2 separate regions of the Sus scrofa genome follow, and region 1 is linked to region 2. A link is a contact called in public HiChIP or PLAC-seq data. All regions are on one chromosome and are shown on one strand. The core of a region is the stretch at or near the end of the contact, and the rest is flanking DNA. Distances in the headings are between cores, read along the strand shown. Region 1 overlaps NOSIP (nitric oxide synthase-interacting protein). Region 2 holds the start of RPL13A (ribosomal protein L13a).

Region 1 (7,036 bases), core at 2,239-4,738, 62 kb before region 2:
GGGAGCTCCCTCTTTGCCGCTTTCAACACATCCTCTTTCTAGATGTCCTCATAATTGGCCCTTTGGGTTCCTTGAACAGCCTGGCCTCCGCACCGACCCCCCCCCACCCGGCCCCCCGGGACCTGCAGTGTCCACGTGACCCTCGCCATTCTAGGGGCGGGGCTCAGAGCCTCCTTTCATCCTCAGAGGAATCTCTGACCCTGCCCGGAGAGTCAGGATTCAAACAAACCAACTGCAGAAAAGGGAGATAATAAGGGAGATTTGCGCACCAGCTGGAGAGGAGAGGCTGCTCCGGAATCACGAATGATACGAACAGCCTTGCGGTCACATTTTTTAAACACAGCAGCCGCCAGTCCCCAGAGGCTGTGGGGCACAGTGATGTGACGGGTACCCCCGAGGGACTGTATTTTTTATTATTTTTTTCTTTTCTTTTTTTTTCTTTTCTTTTTTTTCTTCTTTTTTTTTTGGCCATGCCTGAGGCATGCTGAAGTTCCCAGGCCAGGGAGTGAACCTGCAACCCTTAAACGCATGGAGCCACCGGGGAACTCCTGGATTATTTCAGTTCATTTACACTCAAGTGCCAATGGGGGATGTAATTACCAGAAAACCTCTAAATATGTTTGGCCCCAACCAGGACCCATGCATGTGCATTTGCATCTGTAAGTTTTATGAAACCTAAATATAGACCCGTTTCTCCAATGTGGATATCGGGTCTGAAGTGAAATGTGCTGAAAGAGCGAACTAGACTTTGCTCTTTGAAGATCTCGTGGGCGGATGGGGCTGGGTTGGCCTTTATTCTCTGACTGGCCCACCTCCTCGGGAGGACTGACAGCTGTCACAGAGTTGAGGGGGCAGCCCGAGAGCCCAGCCACCTGGGTTCCAGTCCAGCTCTGCTGCCACCTCCCACCTGCAAGAGTCTGTGGGTCTGTTTTCTCCGTAAAATGGGAGGATGAGAAATAACAGCTGATGTTACTTTGGCTGTGTCCCTTCTGAAATGTCAAGTGACACCAGATGGTAGTAGATCTGTTTTTTTGTTTTTTTTTGAAATTGGCCTCACCGAGGATGCGGTGCCGCGCCCTGGACGAAAGCTCAGCTTCTGCTGAAAACCCGCCAACCCTGGTCAGCCCTGGTCAGCGGTTCTCAAACTTTTTGGCTTCAGGAACTTAAACATCATTAGGGACCCCAAAGAGCTATTGTTCACGGAAGTTCTATCTAGATTTTGTTGGGGGAGTTCCCGACATGGCTCAACGGAAACAAATCTAACTCGTATCCATGAGGACTCCATGGGTTCAATCCCTGGCCTCGCTCAGTGGCTTCAGGATCTGGCATTGCCGTGAGCTGTGGTGTAGGTCGCAGACACAGTTCGGATCTGGGGTTGTTGTGGCTGTGGTGTAGGATGGTGGCTACAGCTCCGATTAGACCCCTAGCCTGGGAACCTCCATATGCTGCAGGTGCAGCCCTAAAAAGACAAAAAGACAAAAAATAAATAAAGTACAGTATTTAGGGAGTTCCCCTCGTGGCACAGTGGAAAGGAATCCATCTAGGAACTACGAGGAGGTGGGTTCGATCCCTGGCATAGCTCCATGGGTTAGGATCCAGTGTTGCCGTGAGCTGTGGTATAGGTGGAAGACGCAGCTTGGATTCTGAGTTGCTGTGGCTGTGGTGTAGGCGGGCAGCTGTAGCTCCAGTTGGACCCCTAGCCTGGGAACCTCCACATGCCACAGGTGAAGCCTTAAAAAAAAAAGCAAAAAAAAAAAAAAAGTATACTATTTAGTGGGTTAAGGATCTGGCATTGTCACTGTTGTGGCGCAGGTTCAGTCCCTAGCTCGGGAACTTCCACATTCCAAGGGCATGGCCAAAAGGAAAAATTTTCTCCTAAAAGTGTACAATTTAGCAGGTTCATATAATCACTATTTTTGCAACCATCGCCACTTGCTGATTTCAGGACATTGTCTATCACTGCAGAAAGAAGTCCCATACCCCTTAGTAATCATACTCACACATACATCATGCCCCCTCAGTTCCCCCTTCTCCAGCCCTGTGGCAACCACCAGTCTGCTTTCTGTGTCAATGGATCAGCTCATTCTGGACCTTTTATTTATTTAATTTTTTCTGTCTTTTTAGGGCCGCACTTGGGGCATATGGCAGTTCCCAGGCCGGGGGTTGAATTGGAGCTGCAGCTGCCAGCTTACACCACAGCCACAGCAATGCCAGATCCGAGCCACATCTTCGACCTACACCCCAGCTCACAGTAATGTTGGATCCTTAACCCAGTGAGCGAGGCCAGGATTTGAACCTGTGTTCTCATGGAAACTAGTCACATTCGTTTCTGCGGAGCCACGATGGAAATTCCTGGACCTTTTATATAAATGGAATCAAGAACAGGAGTTTCCATTGTGGCGCAGCAGAGATGAATCCAACTAGGAACCATGACATTGCAGGTTCCATCCCTGGCCTCGCTCCGTGGGTGAAGAATCCGGTGTGGCCATGAGCTGTGGTGTAGGTTGCAGACATGGCTTGGATCTGGTGTTGCTGAGGCTGTGGTGTAGGCCAGCTCCGATTCGACCCCTAGCCCGGGAACCTCCGTATGCTGTGGGTGTGGCCCTAAAAAAAAAAAAAAAAAAAACACCACCAACAAAAAAAACACACGGCCTTTTGTACCTGGTGTCTCCCCTCCACCATGTAATGTAACAGAGACCTTTAAACCCAAGGATGTCCAAGCAGATGTCACACTGCCTCTGGAAAACTCCCCTGTACACTCGGGAGAGAACAAGAAGAGCAAAGGCAGACACGTTTCAGCGTCATGGGAGTAGTTCTGCGGGCTCCCTGAAAGTATCCTAGGGAACCACTGGCCTAGGCACGTGGCTTCACTTCTGTGCCTCAGTTTGCCCCTCCGCACGGTGGGGATGGCAATGGGCTCGACCTCAGAGGGTGGCTGAGGTTGGATGATGGATGAGATGGGGATGCGGCGAGGTGGCCCTCGGTCAGGGGGCCGGCAGCATCCCTTGTGATTCTTCCCACGACCTCCTGGCCAAGCAAAGAAAGGCTCGCTCTCGGAGGGAAAGTGTCCTGGTCGGCGAAGCCAGAGAGCTTGGCCACCAGACCAGCAGCCCAGTGCCAAATACCGCAGAGGGTCAAAGCAGTTGACAACTAAGAATAGAGCAGGGAATTTGTCCCCCAGGAGGTGAATGTGACCCTTGGGGGTGGGGCTGGGGCGGAAACGGGAGTGGGGGGCAGGGCGGGGGGGGGCAGGCAGCAGGTGCTGGACACCTGCTCCAAAGCTTGGGGTCCGAGGGGAAGCTGGAGGAGGGGCCGTGGGTCGAGTTGGGGTGTTTCAGCACGGTTAGCTTCTTCTGCAAGCAGCACAGCGGCCGCCACAGGGGTGATGGAAGTGGTCCAGGTCTCCACCGGGGCAGTAGTTAGGGGGGTGTAGACAGTTTTCAGAACGTGTCAAGCTCCGTCCTGAGGGCCTGCATCTATTCTGTGTCCGCACCTCCAATGCAAAAACTGGCTTCCGGGAGGAAGGCGCCAGTAGGGGGAGAGCGAGGTCCATAGCTCAAAGTTTTGAATGTGAAAGGCGGGTTTCTGAAAGCGTCCCCAAAGGGGAAATGGAGATGAAGTTGGCTTCTGACATCTGGGGGCCCCTGGTTGTGCTCCCCCGCTCCCCCATTTCTGGAGCCTCCTCTGCAGCCACAGAGCTGGGGAGAAACATCCCTGCCCGTTCTGCGTGCTCTAAGTATGACCTCATTTAGTCCACACAGCAATCCAGTGGGGTCAGCTAGATCCCGTGGTTCCCCCCACTTCTTAGCAAAGGGCTCAGAGGGGAATTCAGCAGTCCAGAGCCACAGCAAGAATGGGGCCAACTTGGACTCGAGCCCAGGCGCAAGGTCTCACGGCTTAATCCTGCATGTTGATCCGTAACCCCATCCTCCTTGTCTCACCGATTTCTTCTTGTTTATCCCCGAGCCAGTCCCTCCCCTACATAGACAACCACTTTTTGGTGGGAGCCACACGCGCAGCACACGGAAGTTCCCAGGCCAGGGAAGGAATCCTAGCAGCAGCTGCAACCTACTCTGCAACGCCGGATCTTTAACCCGCTGCACTGGGCTGGGGATCGAGCCTGAGACCCCGCAGAAACCATGTGGAATCCTTAACCTGATGCACCACAGTGGGAACTCCCGTAGACAACCATTCTTGTAAACGTGATCCTTTTGTTTGCAGGTGTCTAAAAGGTACCCATTTTGTGCATGTGTAGATTGTTTTTTTCTCACTTCTTTCCACCCAGCATGGTGTTTTTATCTTTTTTTGTTGTTTTAATGGCTGAACCCATGGCACAGGAGTTCCTGGGCCAGGGATCAGAACGGAGCCACAGTTGCGACCTATACTGCAATGCTGGATCCTTTAACCCACTGTGTTAGGCCAGCAATCCTGTTGCCCCACAGCAGGAACTCCAGCAGTTGGATCCTTTTTTTTTGCTTTTTAGGCCCGCACCTGAGACATATAGATGTTCCCAGCCTAGGGGTCAAATCAGAGCTGCGCTGCCAGCCTACACCACAGCCACAGCAACACTGGATCTGAGCCGCATCTGCGACCAACTCACGTCAATGCTGGATCCTTAACCCACCGAGCGAGGCCAGGGATCGAACCTGCATCCTCATGAATACCAGTTGGGTTCGTTTCTTCTGAGCCACAGCAGGAACTCCCAGCAGTCGGGTTCTTAACCCACCGTGCCACAGCGGGAACTCTGGCATGATGTTTTTGAGCTCCACCCACAATGCTTTGTACATACCTGGTCAGCATCTCACCTGCCGGGCTACCCAGTTGCCTCGACTCCCCTCCGGTATAAGTGACATCATGGTAACCGCCCCATGCGTGCTCCCTAGAGGGTGTCTCTGAGAACGCCTTTGGGCCACGTCCACCCAGGGGTAGAATCACCAGCACCCACCTCGCTCAAGTACCAGCAGCATCACCTGATGGTTCCGATGATGCCCCGAGCCTGGTCTGCTCCAGCTCAGAGCTTCGCCCTCCAGCCCGGTGACAGCTGCGCAGTGACACCACCGCCGCTTCCCTGTGGGGAGGGTTGGAGGTGTCTCTCCATCCCCCTGTCTTTGACCTATAGACCGTCTCTTCCTGGCCTTTGCTCGTTACCCTACTGGGGTAGCTGGGTTGTTCTTGTTGATTTGCCAGAGTCCCACCCAGGGTGAGTTCTGCTCTAATGCTTGTTTTGAAAACTCAGAATTTGGGAGTTCCTGTCATAGCACAGCGGAAACAAACCTGACTAGGAACCATGAGGTTGCGGGTTTGATCCCTGGCCTTGCTCAGTGGGTTAAGGATCCACGTTGCCATGAGTTGTGGTGTAGGTCACAGATGTGGTTCAGATCTTGTAATGGCTGTGGTATAGGCTGGCAGGTGTAGCTCGGATTTGACCCCTAGCCTGGGAACCTCCACATGCTGCGGGTGTGGCCCTAAAAAGCAGAAGAAAAAAAAAAAAAAAAAACCTCAGAATTTATTCAGCACAATTGATACGCTAGCGAACAATTTGAGTGTTAACGCACGTTGCACCTAAGCGAACCGAGGCACCCTTGGTTGAACGAACACATAGGCACACACAGCACACACGCATCCTGAACATTTAGCGGGCGCTTTCGTTCCCTAAGTGTGTTACCAGTGCCTCCTATCATGTCTCGTGCTAGAACTTTCCATCAGATTCTATATAACCCTCCTTCCACCACCTTATAGTAACTCACGCCATGTACCCTGTACCCCTGCCGACATCCACGTCCACAGGCAAACTTCAGGTCTTTTTCACTGTCATGGTCAAGTGCCTTCTTTTTGGTCTTTTTGTCTTTTCTAGGGATGCTCCCACAGCACATGGAGGTTCCCAGGCTAGGGGTCGAATAGGAGCTATAGCCGCTGGCCTACATCACAGCCACAGCAACGCGAGATCTGAGCCGCATCTGTGACCTACACCACAGCTCATGGCCACGCCGGATCCTTAACCCACTGAGCGAGGCCAGGGATCAAACCCGCAACCTTGTGGTTCCTAATCGCGGATTCGTTAACCACTGAGCCACGACGGGAACTCCTTTTTTTTGTTTTGTTTTTTTTGGTTTTTTTTGGAGGGCATAGGCATTGCTTAACCTTCTAATATGTGAAAAAATCTGTCTTCCTCTGCCCTGCACACAGCTTTCCCATCAGATCAGATCGGGGGCCCAGAAAGGTCCAGTCCTCCCTGCGTGGGTTCCCTCCGGCCACCACGGCCCTGCAGCTGCCCCTCTCCCCCAGGGATGACTCGGCACGGCAAGAACTGCACGGCGGGGGCCGTCTACACCTACCACGAGAAGAAGAAGGACACAGGTACCGGGTTTGGGAGGCGGGCCCCTGGATCTTCCAAGTCCCGGCGTCACTCTGCCCCTTCGGGTGTGGTTTCCGTGCGGGCATCTCCCCCCTCAGATGGCCATGGCCGTGTAAGTAACAGCCCATGTGACTGAAGGCCATGACCGTGTGAGTAACAGCCCCCGTGAGCCCACAGCCCTCTCCCCTGTGCTGAACCCATCCAAGGCTTCCCACTGACGGGGGAATCTCTGCGGTCCATGGGGGACACAGGCCCAGAGAGGCTCAGGCACTTGAACCTGGTCACAGAGCCAGGAGGCCCAAGGGGATTTGGCCATGCAGTGCCCCCCGCCCCCCCCCGCACCCCGAGCTGCCTCAAGGGACAGGGCCTGTCTGTCACTTACCCCCTGGGGACCAACTCCTTCCTGTGGGTCGGGCAGCCCCTGCCCCCCACCCCCCAGACCCCAGGCCAAGGTCTTGGCCGCCTGTCTCTCCGAGCACCCCCACCTCCGCGTCCTCTCTGAGCCTTTCTCTCCGGGTTCAGAGAGGGCGTGTCTCCATCCCTCTGCCTGTCTCTGCCCCCAGCGGCCTCAGGCTACGGGACCCAGAACATTCGACTGAGCCGGGATGCAGTCAAGGACTTTGACTGCTGCTGCCTCTCTCTGCAGCCCTGCCACGACCCCGTCGTCACGTAGGCTGGGAC
Region 2 (7,094 bases), core at 4,269-6,768:
ATTGTGCATTGTGGTGGCGCAGTGGGTTAAGGATTGTGCATTGTCACCACAGCAGCTTAGGTCACTGCTGTGGCGCAGGTTTGATCCCTGGCCTGGGAACTTCCATATGCCGTGGGTGTGGCCAAAATCGTGTATCATTCAGAATGCACAAAGCTGTTAGGTGTAAAAGAAATGTAAACAATTCAACCGCAAGTGATTTTTTTGCAAGTTTGTAGCATTTACATTTGTGAAGTCATTACAATGTAAAAGACACTGTCTATTATGTATATATAATAGATACATATACTATATGTGTGTGTACATATATATGTAAGGCGTACAACAAATACACATTATGCACCCTGTCTTCTCTAAGAGCACTTTTTTCTTTAGGGCCGCACCTGAGCACATGGAGGTTCCCAGGCTAGGGGTAGAATTAGAGCTACAGCCATCAGCCTACACCACAGCCACAGCCAACGCCAGATCTGAGCTGCGTCTATGACGTACACCACAGCCTACTGCAACAGAAGATCCTTAACCCACTAAGGCCAGGGATTGAACCCGTGTCTTTGTGGATACTAGACAGATTTTCACTGGATGAATGAGTGGGAAGTGTTAAAAAATTTTGTACTTTCAAACCAAATTTATTTTTAAGGGATAAGCAGCTGATACTTCCCTGCTGTGGGGGTTTGATCCCAGGCCATAGGCAATGGGTGCTGCAAAATAAAAATCCCCCCAAAATAAAACAAACCCTAGGAGTTAAAACTGGTTTTTCTGTCATTTCTGGAGGCAGCTCCACTGGAAAGTGGGGGGTCCATGAAGAGTAGGGACACCAGCTGCTTATGAAATGCAATCCAACGGGGTCTTTTGGATATTCTGGACATGAACAGAACAGCAACTTTGTTAGATGGAAGTTGTATTATAACCTGTTTTGTGATCTACAGTAAAATACATACAATAAAATTATACTCAACTACCAAGTACTGCCCACCTGTTTCAACCAGCCTTGGTCAAGCTGGATCTATCATCCTCTCAAGGCCGACATCTAAGTGAAATGGGGTTGGGACTCACATGGGCAAGTGTTGAAAGGTGTCAGGGGCTGTGTGCCCTCTAACCCTTGCCCAGGCAGATCCAACAGGCCATGTCTCATTCTCACGAAGCACCAGAACTTCAGAAATTCCATTTTCTCTAATGCCCAACAGGCCTTCGAGTGTCTCCTGTGCAGGTTTCCTCACAGCCCAGCACAAAACCTGAAGAGGCCATGGCCCAGGAGGGACTGGTCTGGAAGGTTGGCAACGCCATACTTTGCAGCTGAATTGGGGAGACAAGTGCATGCAAGCTGGGCCACAAGAGGCCAGCCACGCAGGCCATTTCTGAGAAATACCAATCCCGCAGGCCAGTCAAATTCCTTGGCAAGGACCGTCTCTGCCAAGACCACCTTCCAGGGAGGGCAGGTTCTAATCCCCCATTCGTGGGAAGAGCACAGCCAGCTTCATTCTTCTGCCTTCCCCTCCCTGCCAAGGGCTTTGCTCCCTGGGGCCTGCCTCCACAGCAGACACACACTGCAAAGACGCCGAAGTCCTTCAAAAATAATTTATTAGTTCGGGATCACAATGTATAGGGGAGATGCCCTGTGACCCTTTGGCTGCACCTGTTTCCACAGCACCTTTGCGCAAGAGCCCCCGACTCACGCTGCCTGGCCAGGCAGCCTCTCACCCCCTAACAGCTGCAGAGTATGGTATCCGCCCGCCGGAAGGTTTAACAGATGCCCTGGGCACAAGTGGAGGCCCTTCCTCTTGGTTCACTCCTGCCAACAACACTGCACCTGCACAGCCCTCGGCCCTGTACTTCTAGAAAGGCCTTTCTCGACCAGCAGTAAACAAGGCCCCTTGGCTACACCCAGGCTCCTAAGCTCCAGGCTGCCCGTGGCCCCTGGAGGTCCCCCACATCCTAGGGTGGCGATGGAGGAAGGGCAGGCCAGGCGACGCATGAAGAATAAACAGTCAATTTTATTGTGCTCAGACTAGGAATCCATGGGTCTTGAGGACCTCCGTGAACCTGTCGATCTTCTTCTCTACGTTCTTTTCCGCCTGCTTCCGCAGCCTCTGTGGAGCGAATGACACCATCAGCAGCTGCTCCCTGGGACACCCCCAACCCCCAGAGCCCAATCTCACTTTCCAGAGCCTCCCACCCCACTGGTGGTGGGCAGAGCCTTCCAAGGGCACAGAGCCCACTTTTTCTAGCTGCCTGATCCTGCTGGGAACGTGACGCCCCTCCTGCTCCAGCCCCGTGCCCTCACCATGAGCTGCTTCTTCTTGCGGTAATGGATCTTGGCCTTCTCCTTCCTCTTCTCCTCCAGGGTGGCTGTAACTGCCTGGTACTTCCAGCCAACCTCATGAGCCAGGCGTCCCAGGTAGGCGAACTGAGGGGAGGGGAAGGGGGAGCAAAGCTGTAGGAGGAGACCAGGATAACCAGGGAGGGATTGGGGAGAGGCCTCAGCTCAACCCCCCAGGGCTCCCCGCTCCTCCTGGCATCAGCTGAGCCATTGGCAGTATCGGCACCGTGGCATCCGCAGACCATCGTGAGAAAAAGCCATCATCTGCCAGTCTTAGGCCCTGGCGGGCACACCCCACACGACACCCAGGTGCCCAAGCTGTCACTCAGCAGGACCAGAGAACTCACCTTCCGCGTAGGCTTCAGACGCACCACCTTGAGGGCGGCAGGCACCACCATGCGCTTTTTCTGTTAGAGAAGGAGAGGGGCTTAAGGGACCTGGTGTGAGGGACAGACAGGGAGGAAGGCTGGCGAGGGCGGGCGTCTCAGCCAGTGCTGTTTTCATGAGGATCAAACAATGTAGGTAATCGCGGAACATCACGGACGCTGGAGCCACGGCTGCTGCTGCTGCGGGAGCTGGGCCTCGCTCACCTTGTCATAGGGTGGCGGGATCCCATCGAACACCTTGAGACGGTCCAGGGCGGCCTGCCCTCGCTTGGTCTTATGGGGCAGCATGCCTGGGGGCAGAGGACAGCGGGCCTGCTCAGCGGGCCGTGCGAGGACCCTGCCGCAGCGAGGTGGGCAGGCAGGCAGGTGGGTGGCCTCAGATGGTAGTGCATGTCCAAGTCATATCATGGCCAGAAGCTCGAACACAAGTGGGAAAGTCATCACTGGCCACCTGCCCTGTCACCCCCCCACCCTCAGGCCCAGCTCACCTCGCACCGTCCGCCAGAAGATGCGGCTGGGGGCTCGGAAGTGGTAGGGGCCTCGGGACGGGTTGGTATTCATGCGCTTGCGGAGGAAGGCCAGGTACTTCACTGTCAGAGAGGAGCATGTCTAAGTTGCAGTCGGACGCCGGACGCCAAGTCCCCCCAGGGCACAACCATTAGTACCGGGCCTGTTTGGATCAACTGCCAACGGGACTACTTTTGGAGCCAGTGAAGCCTGAGAAGCCCACAGCCCAACCCTCTCCAGCCCTCTTTGCAGGCCCTAACTTACGTTTGTTTCTGTAAAAATTGCCAGAAATGTTGATGCCCTCACAGCGCACAACCACCACCTTCCGGCCTAGAGTGAATGGAAAACCAGGCGTCAAGGAGGGGAAAGGTTAAGGACCCGCCTGTTACCCAGGACCCTGAAAGAAAGGAGACCCCTTCCTGCCTGAAACTGGCCACAGTGCACAGGGCAGGCGGGGAAGTCTCCTGCCCAGTCACAGAGCACTACTCGGCAGAACGTTCAATCTGTTGGACCCACAGAAAAATGTCTGAACGCAGAGCCCCCAACCCGGGAGGGGAGGCGGCTGGCAGGTCTCAGAGCGGTGCATGGGGTTGATCTCATGGTCGTGAGACTCAAACGAAAGATGGTGATTGTTGCTCATCACTGACCTTGGAGCTCAGATCCAGGGGAGCTGTGGACCAAGGGCAGACTTACCCAGAAGTACCTGCTTGGCCACAATGGCCGCCAGGCGGCCCAGGAGATGGCCTCGGCCATCGAGCACCAGCACCTGCTGGAGATAGGATGAGAGGGCTCAGAGGCGCCCACAGCCTGCCTTGACACCCCCACCTCCATCATTCCTTCCTACGTGTTCATTTCACCCGCTTCCCAGGGTGCCTGCTAAGCTGGCATGAGACCCAAGGTTCCCTTTACAGATGAGGCCAAGAAGGTCAACAACTAACTCAGGATCCTGGTGAGTGAGCTAAGATACCAAAGAGTTCCCCTCCAGCTTGCTCAATTGGCAGGAATTTCTGTACTCAGATTACGTTTGATGGTAAAAGAAACTACAATGCGAACCAACCGTGGCCACACTGAGCATCCAGGGAGAACGTGGGACCTGGATGCAAGCTGTAAAATCTTGACAGAATCCCATCCCGTCCCTATCTCAAAGGGTTGCTGCATGAATGTCAAAGCGAAGAAAACCAAGGTTCAGGGTGGGTGATGCGAGACAAAAAAACCCATGCTGGCCCTGTGTCTCCGAGTGTGAACTGGTCAACTGCTTAATCCATGGCTTGTCAAGAGTCAAAGTCCCCGTATCAGGTGCTTGCTATACAAGTTGGGATTGTTGAAAAGCAGCGTAAAAGGCTACCGACGCTAAAGCCAGATTCCCTGCCAATGTGACTTTGATCAATCAGAACCCTCCAATCTCCAATACCAGCCTCAGGAACACTGCGATAAATTAAACGAATTACACAAAACATAACGCAAGCTGTGCCAGACACCGTAAAAGCCGGGACGCATGTTCTGAGAACCCTATCATATGCCTGGCTCCAAACTTGGTTTTCCCTCCCTAACCATAGACCCATCACGTGCAGACCCCCTCCAGAACCATCCTCCTTTTATTATCCAAGAAGTCACACAAAGAAATCAGGCAGTCAGAGCACGGCTGCTGCTGCCTTCCTTGAGGGCCTCCAGGTGCTTAAGGGCAAAAGATGTGGAGAGCGGTAGAACATTCCATCCCAGTCCTCAGCACCAGCAGGACTCCATCAACCCCGAAGCAGAGGGACAAAAACCAGTTGGCTCCCGCATGCCCTGTAGGCAGTTTTCTCAATCCACTGCAAAAGATTTCCTGCCAAAATACCCACAGTTGGGGAAGAACCCAGGAGGCCGAAGGAACCCACGGCTCTGGCCGGGCCTAAGTACCCTCCATTTTGGCCAATCCTCTGCCGCCGCGGGGCGGCCTTCCGCGTGCTTCCCCAGCGCTGGGGACACAAGGGTCTACTTGGGCCAAGAACAAGGTAAACGAGACCTAGTTTTTAAGTATCCTTTCTTGTGCTGAAGGCCCTAACACGGCTCCTCAAGGGAAGAACGACGCCGCATCCTGGCCAGCCCAGAACGCAAAAGCCATCTTAAATAGCCGTTTTGGACTCCTCTTACCCTAATGGCTTTCTGTTTTGGTCAGTTATCGATCCTAAATTCCTTCCACAGCACACTTGCGGGGGAAAAGAGGTCCAACCTCGGCCCGACCTGCACGACCCCGACCCCACGCCGCCCCAGCCCGCGCGGAGCCGATACCTGCCCCTCCGCCATCTTCGGCAGCTGCCTGGGAAAGAAGGAACTCTTGGCGCAGGGTTTCTTATCCCTTGAAACAGGGGCGGAAGAAGTGACGCAACAAAGGCCGTTTCCCGTCTTTTCATTGGCCAGAGTGTCGAGCGCGTGCGCAGAAAGGCCCCACTGCAAGGCGGGTCTTCTTCTGGCTGACCAATCAGTGTCGTTCCCATCCGACCTGGGCGTCCACGGCTATACCGGGAGAGATCGCATTGGGGTAGGGGGCGGCCCTGCTGGGGCGGGGCCCTCCAGCCTCCGCCCCGGTATTTCTGAGGGGCTAGCAATCCTCGCGCGAGCTGCCCGCGGGGTTTGCAGAAAGCGGGGTGGGCCCAGGGCTGGAGGCGAGCGCCGGGAAGGCGGGAGGAGAGAGGCAGTTACTCCCTAGAGCAATGACTGGCTGCTGGGCGCGTGGTGGCAGCTCTCAGTCTAGGCTTAGAGATCTGGATTCCGGTGCCTGTTTGGCTTCCTTGCGACCTGGCCAAATCCCTGGCCGTATCTGGGCCTCAGCGTCCCCATGTGTCAAGCAGATGGAGCTAATCTTCCCGATGAGGTCTCATGTTTGAAGGCATGACTTCTGGATGCCTGAGTGCCCCACAATGAGCTTCGGACTCTCTGGACAAAGCTTTTGCTTTGGCTGTGCCACTCGGCTGGGATGGCCTCCCCTCCACCCCACCTTCTAAGATGCGGCCTGAGTTCTTTGCTCCAGAGAGCCTCCATGATAGCTCAGGCTGGCTCAGGTCCCTTCTCTGGGCTCCCACAGTTGCCTATACCGCTTCCATTAGAGCGTGTGTAATCCTGTACTCAGGGCCCTCTGTGTCCCTGTCCTCTCCAGGGACCAGGAACCCTGAGAGGGCTGGTCCCAACCTCTGGGCCCCCAGGAACCTCAGAAAGTAGGTCCTGAATGAAACGTTGCCTTAACTGCAAAACCAACACCCAAACCCAAACTGCGCCATCCACACCCTGTCCCCTCACAGACAGGCCAGGCTAGAGCTGGCAGAAAAGAATGATTTATATACAGTTTCCTGGGGCTAAGGGCTTTGTACAGAGGGGGGAAGGTGGGGCCGGGGTCGGGTGCTGGCGTTGCCTCCATCCTGGGGAGACAGTAACAGGGGCAGCGTGGCCAAGGAAGGGACCAGTCTCTAACTGATTTCCTCCAAGTTCCGCTCTGTGTCCTCTGGCAGGTGACTCCTCTCTCTGGGCCTCGGCGTCTTCCTCTGTAAAACGGGATGGTAGATGACTCGTGGGCTGTCTGAGGCTCCACGGTCAGAGGAGAAGAAGGCCCATGCTCAGGGCTCAGCACAGACTCGGGGCCCCAAACAGCTCCATTCACAGTGAGCTCTCACTGTGTGTTGCGGCAGCCCTGTCCAAGAGGACTCTCTGCAATGGTGGAAGCATTTTAGTTCTGTGCTCTCCAGTACGGCCATGGTACTGACCTCATGTGAATGCTGGGGACACCTCAAAAAGAAAAAAAAAAAAATTCCCTTGTGCATGGCACATTGGGTTAAGGGTCTGGGGCTGTCACTGCTGTGGTGCCGGTTCAATCCCTGGCCCAGGAATTTCTGCATGCCACGGGTGCAGCCAAA

What was found. HiChIP or PLAC-seq counts read pairs in DNA pulled down with a chosen protein or histone mark.
Region 1: a contact with region 2 is called in an H3K27ac HiChIP or PLAC-seq map of skeletal muscle. The contact joins the enhancer-like site here to the promoter of RPL13A in region 2. A contact is called at or near these places in 4 of 5 promoter capture datasets (fetal liver, fetal skeletal muscle and liver), 29 of 47 Hi-C or Micro-C datasets (adipose tissue, alveolar macrophages, blood and 13 more) and 2 of 2 datasets of contacts at active chromatin or transcription factors (alveolar macrophages and skeletal muscle).

The regions. Positions count from the first base shown.
Region 1 is chr6:54,623,488-54,630,523 of Sscrofa11.1, reverse strand. NOSIP (nitric oxide synthase-interacting protein) reads left to right here. Exons shown (of 9, transcript XM_003127327.5): 2 at 6,187-6,357; 3 at 6,919-7,024. The coding sequence starts at 6,288. Among named protein-coding and RNA genes, the nearest start is that of PRRG2, 9.0 kb to the left of the region's middle. Within about 2 kb of position 3,488, at least 12 of the 83 cell types and tissues checked have an H3K27ac peak or open chromatin away from gene starts, as enhancers often do. A contact at or near this core is called in fetal skeletal muscle and skeletal muscle, where this site is marked.
Region 2 is chr6:54,563,217-54,570,310 of Sscrofa11.1, reverse strand. RPL13A (ribosomal protein L13a) reads right to left here and starts at 5,518. Exons shown (of 8, transcript NM_001244069.1): 1 at 5,479-5,518; 2 at 3,901-3,973; 3 at 3,472-3,537; 4 at 3,189-3,290; 5 at 2,905-2,990; 6 at 2,662-2,721; 7 at 2,279-2,401; 8 at 1,559-2,084. The coding sequence starts at 5,493. The coding sequence ends at 1,998.